Linked DNA regions of Mus musculus: region 1 is linked to region 2. Evidence: chromatin contacts called from public Hi-C data. All regions are on one chromosome and are shown on one strand. The core of a region is the stretch at or near the end of the contact, and the rest is flanking DNA. Distances in the headings are between cores, read along the strand shown.

Region 1 (2,909 bases), core at 146-2,645, 160 kb before region 2:
TCTGATCTGCCTGGCTGGGAGGCCCCACTAGGTAGTAAGTTTAAACTTGTCCTACCGACCCCTGCAGCCTCACCTCCACAGTCCCAACCCCCGCTTCTTCAGTACTTTGTGGCCTACTGTGTGTGTATGTGCTCACACACACCCATGAACATACATGTATAGGTCAGAGGGCAACCTCAGTGTCATCAGTCAGGCACATCTGCCTTTGTGGGGTGCAGTTTCTCACTGACCAACCAGGGCAGGCTGGCTAACAAGCTCCAAAGAAACATCTGCCTCTGCCTCCCTGGTGCTGACATCACATGTCATGTGGGCCCTCTGTGCCCATTTTTAAAAACTGAATTCTAGGGGTTGAATTCAAGTCTCCCCGCTTACAAGTCAAGCACTTGACCGACTGGGTGATTTCTACAGCACCGTGCTGGGGTTTTAGGTATCGGCTCCTCGATCGCTCTTTGTGGCATGTTTTTGCCTAGACCTGTGGACTTCATCCTTCATGTCTCCTTCAGTCCCCAACGCTGTCTTATTTCACAGGACTGATGTTAATTCTTGTTTTCCTTTCTATCTTCATGTTGTTTTGAAACAGGGTCTCATGAAGAAGGCTGGCCTTGAATTTGTTAGGTAGCTGAAGATGGCTTTGAACTTGGCCCTCCTACCTTCCAATGGCCAGGCATGTTCCTCTCCACCTGGCTCAACTTTGATAATTCTTTAAACTCCGGGCAAGCCTTTTCTTTCTCTACCACGCCTGCTCTGCTGCCCATGTCTAGGGCATTGAGCTGTTTTCTTTACGATACGTATGACTACGTTTCCTTCTCTCTTTGTCCTACTAGGAGGTCTGATGGGTCTGACTGATCATCAGCACACAGTAGACAGTCAAGTACATTGGTCTAATTGAAAGGTTTTATCTCTTGGGAGGTTAGCCATTGAAGTTGGCCTGTCTGGTCAGCATGACTTGACCTGCCTCCCAAGAATGTACAACACACTTGGGCCAGAGGAGACTTACCAAAATACTTCCATCCAGCGAGAGGCCCAGGTAGTCACTCACTGGCCACCCTGCCCAGGTCTTGTCTCAGCCTCTACCTGGTCACGTGCCTCTTTCCCTTCTACAGCAGGAGGGAGTGGACATAAACAATGGGATGTCATCTGCTTTTGGCACACAACATCCTTAGAGGCTGGGGCCCATGGCGGCAGTGTCCAGTGAGTAAAAGACTGGAGACAGAAGCGAGGGGAACCAGATGTCAGAAGAATCAGATGATCCAAAGGCATGGCTTCCTCTCTCTCCATCTGCTTCAACTTTTCTCTTCTTATTTCCAAAAATAGATTGCCATCCTCCTCCCAGTGAAATGGCGCATGCTGTCCCTGTGTCCCTTGCTCACCAGCTGGTGCATTTCCTAGGGTGATGACATCATCTCCAGCTCAAGTTGCTGCTCCTCTCTGGACGTGAGAAAGTCTGCCTGTCCCATGCCTTAGCCCAAGCGTCAGCTGGCACCGGACTCATGCTGCCTGCACTGCCTACTTTGGGCTTTTCACACAGGCCTGTTTTTAATCTTCATTTGGCGTTGGCTGCTCCCATCACCTGCCACTTGTAAAAGCAGAGATGAGAGGTTGGAGTGGTCGGCTTGTGCTCTTGTATATGTAAACAGGCATATGTAACTTCCACTGTGCACATGTACCGAGACCTTGTGGTAGGCAGGCATTTCCTGAGACCTACCTAGTACCAAGTGCTAAAGCTACAAAACAGGTTGGAAATGTCCTTGCTCTTGGGTTTCTAGGCTGGGAGGATGAGCATCCATCCATTCATATCCATCCATCTACCCACTCATCCCTCCATCCTTTTGCTTACCCATCCATTCATCTGTCCATGCATCCATCTGTCCATCCACACATTCATCCATCCATCCATCCATCCATATGCTTATCCATCCATCCATCCATCCATCCATCCATCCATCCGCTTATCCATCCATCCATCCATCCATCCATCCATCCATCCATCCATATGCTTACCCATCTATCCATCCATCTATCCATCCATCCATCCATCCATCCATCCATCCATCCATATGCTTACCCATCTATCCATCCATCTATCCATCCATCCATCCATCCATCCATCCATCCATCTTTCTTTCACTTGAGAAGTTGAGGTTCTGATCTGTCTTTCCATGAAATCATGTTCTCATTCTTTACATGGGAGGAAGCTAAGGTTCTGAATGTTGAGTAACTTCCCAGCATCCCTTGGCTTCTGATGACATGTAGCCAGGACTTGGACACACACTGGACTCAGGCCTGTTTTCCCTTAGTCTTAGCAGACATTTACTGGGTGATTTTTTTAATACCCAGTATCCAAAGAATGAATCTTTGCTTTCAGTGGAGGGCACTGAGTGTCCTGGTTAGTTTTATATGAACTTGACACAAGCTAGAGTCATCAATTGAGGAAATGCCCCTGTGAGATTGGCCTGTTAGCAAATCTGTAGGGCACTATTTGATTATTGATTGATGTGGTGCTGCCCCTGGACAGGCGATCCTGAGGGGCATAATAAAGCAGGCTGTCCAAGCCAGGAGGAGGAGATCCATAAGTAGTGTTCCTCCATGCCCTCTGCACCAGCCCTTGCCTCTGGGTTTCTGACCTGACGTCCCAGGATGAATAGACTACAAGCTGTAAGATCAAATAAACCCTTTCCTCCCCAAGCTGCCGTTGGTCATGGTGCTTTATCAGCAATAGAAACCCTAACTAAGACACTGCTGATGGATGGTCCAAAGGAGATAGATGGGGCAGTCTGAAATGAGCTCAACACAGGCACTGTGCAAATCAGGGTAATAAAGGATGTGAAGTATGGGAGACAGGCAAGTCAAGGAAAGCTCTTATGGCCTCATTTAACCTGAAATGAAACAGTGAGCCAGAGTCCAAGGGA
Region 2 (2,700 bases), core at 161-2,660:
TATAAGGCCAGCCTGGACTACCGTGGGGCCCCGGGAGCCTCTTCCATGAATGCACGGCCCCCACCTGGAACTTGGGCACACTCAGCTCCATCAGTCAGCACCTACCATGAATGTGTCTCACGAATCACTGGCAGAGGCTTTCTGTGGAATCTTGCGATAAAGCTGGGCGTCCTAAAACTCAAAAGTGCTATCTGATCGGTCTGCACGTGGGCTCTCGGAGGGTCCCAGCTAGACCAAGGTCTCCAGCAGAGAGCACAGTGCCAAGGTTTCCTTCTCAAGTGTGCATTCATTCCACTGGAACAGAAAGTCACAGGGCTTAAAGCCCGAGCCCCAAGTTCTCCCAGGGTGTGAGCGTGTCTGGTCACCACTGTGGGCAGAACTGTCACCAGCATCTAGCAGGCAGTGGCTGGGGATACTGCTAAACCCCCATGATGTCCTGGGCAGCCCCAGCAAAGAGCTACTCAGCTCCAAATGCCAATAGCAACACCATTACCCCCTTGGGCTTCAGAAAAGACAACCACTGAGTCTCTCAGAAGTTCCCTGTACCCCCACCATGGCTATGCGCCACAGCTGCCATCCAGGTGAGGGTGAGGGAGGTTGTGGAGCCTCCCAGGAAGAGTGCACATCCCTGCTGGGGCAGACCTGACATCACCCAGCAGCTTCTTGGTGGCTGTGGGCGTCTCTGCCCCTGCTTTTCCTGTTCACTGCTTAAAAAGAGGAGGGAGCCTTATGTAATCGCAGCCTCATAGAACCTTCTGTCATTTTGGCACCCTTGGGCTGGGAAAACCCCCTCCCTCCTAAAATCCCATGGGGCATGGAATTCTTTCTTTCTGTTCTAAGCAAGCTCTACAGGTTACAAACTGGGCAACAGCAGAGTGAAAGAGCAGCCTTTGAAGGCACCTCTGCTGGCTGTCTGCACTCTCTGCATTCCCATCCCCCATCCCTCCACCATTTTCCCCTGCCATGGGCACCTTTATTATAGACTGCTGGTCCCCATCTCTACCCCCCTGCTCAGATGTTTCTGCCTGCCCGGAATTCCTCCCATTCCCACCATTTTAACAGCCTTGACCAGACCCTGTGAAACCCTTCCTGCCTAAGAGTTCCTGCAGTGCCCATCCCTGATATCAGCCCCAGCACTCCCTCCCCTCCCCTCTCCTCCCCTCTCCTCCTCTCCCCTCCCCTCCCCTTCCCTTCCCTCCCCTCTGATACCCACAAGTGCCTTCCTGCCAGATCCTGGTTCTCTTTGGGGGCCTGTGACTTAGTTCTGTGAAGTAGATGTGCTCTAAAATAGATGTGACTAAGCGTCCACAGGAACAGGCGGCTCTTGGTTCTCAGAGCGGAGGCTTCCAGTCCCCACAGTGGTTTCCAGGCACTCCTTAGGCACTCCTCGGGCTCTCTGAGGCACGTGGGATGGATCTCGAGGCAGTCACTTGCTCTCTCCATCCCGGGCAGCACCACCTGGCAGCCACCAGCTGCCATGCTAAGGGTGTGTGACTAGAGAAGATGACAAAATCCTAAAGTTCAAGTCTCTCCTCACTTTCCCCAGTGCGCTCCAGGACAGGATTGTGCCCAGGCACCGTACAAGAAAGAAACTGGTTTTTCAGATTTTCGTGCACTAATAAAATTACCTTCTCTAAAGAAGGCAATTTGCATGTTAATGTTTTGGGTAATTCTGTGCAGCTCCAATGCCCCCAGGGCTGCAATTTCTCTCTGACAGGGTGACAAAAATAAACTCCAGCATAAAGGAGCATTTCCCTTCCTGCCTCTGAGCTCCATGTGACGTTCTAATGCGAGTCAAGCTGGAACCCACTGCTCCATCTTCTGACACTGATCTACCTCCTTTCACCTCTCAAGTGACAGGCAGGCTCTGAAGAGCGCCTCGGGGTTGTCTCCTTGAGGACAGGGCTGGGACCCCTTGTGAGTGGACATCACCCCTACAGCCCACCTTCTCCCCCGAGGCCCAGCCTTCAGCTTCTCTAAATTCTCAAAGGTGCAGCTAGGTAAAAGGGCACCACCCACCATCTTGGGGTGTAGAGGGCCACCACATGGGTGTATGGAGTCTATGCAGCTGCCCTGCAAGGGACACGCTGTCCCATCAAGCTTGGGTCCCTCTGGTGACTTAATGAAATCAGGAAGGGAGCTTAATTCACAGGTGTCTTCTCCAGGCCAGACACATTGGTTACACATACATACATACACACACACACACACACACACACACACACACACACACACACACACAGAGCCTACCTGAGGCACTTCCCGTCTTCATGCATAGTGACTGATAGCCCAAGTAGGATGACAGTTGTGCTGTGTGTCACACAGGTGTTGCTCAGAGCAGCCAGGCAGACATGTAACACAGAAAACTTCCTGTAACCTAAGTATTATAGATAGATAGATAGATAGATAGATAGATAGATAGATAGATAGATATAATTCTGTAAAAGAAAATACCTTTCAATGAGCATAGCATAGAGTGATTTCTCTCAGGAGGTGGATCAGGGAGGTGCAACTGAAAAAAATAAACTCACTATGGTCAATAGCAACTGAGATTAGAAAGATGCAACGAGTCACCAGGCGGGATGCAGGGACAGGGCATTGTAGGCCTAGAGAGTGTTCTGGAGACAGAATGGGGTGGAATGGTAGGAAGGGAACACTGCTGTTCAAACCCACTAGAGAAAGGGATGAGGGACTTAGGAG

What was found. Hi-C and Micro-C count contacts between places; a contact is called where the count stands out from the background.
Region 1: a Hi-C map of cerebral cortex shows a contact between it and region 2, with 1.8 times the contacts expected there. The contact joins two enhancer-like sites. A contact is called at or near these places in 1 of 15 datasets of contacts at CTCF or cohesin (large pre-B cells), 7 of 484 Hi-C or Micro-C datasets (the G1E-ER4 cell line, cerebral cortex, embryonic stem cells and 3 more) and 2 of 115 datasets of contacts at active chromatin or transcription factors (the 230-238 cell line and embryonic stem cells).

What each region holds. Positions count from the first base shown.
Region 1 is chr2:35,926,832-35,929,740 of GRCm38.p6, reverse strand. All of the region lies in intron 3 of Ttll11 (tubulin tyrosine ligase-like family, member 11), which reads left to right. Among named protein-coding and RNA genes, the nearest start is that of Gm35396, 45 kb to the right of the region's middle. Within about 2 kb of position 1,395, at least 12 of the 459 cell types and tissues checked have an H3K27ac peak or open chromatin away from gene starts, as enhancers often do. A contact at or near this core is called in cerebral cortex, where this site is marked.
Region 2 is chr2:35,767,046-35,769,745 of GRCm38.p6, reverse strand. All of the region lies in intron 9 of Ttll11 (tubulin tyrosine ligase-like family, member 11), which reads left to right. Among named protein-coding and RNA genes, the nearest start is that of 9030204H09Rik, 51 kb to the left of the region's middle. Within about 2 kb of position 1,410, at least 37 of the 459 cell types and tissues checked have an H3K27ac peak or open chromatin away from gene starts, as enhancers often do. A contact at or near this core is called in cerebral cortex, where this site is marked.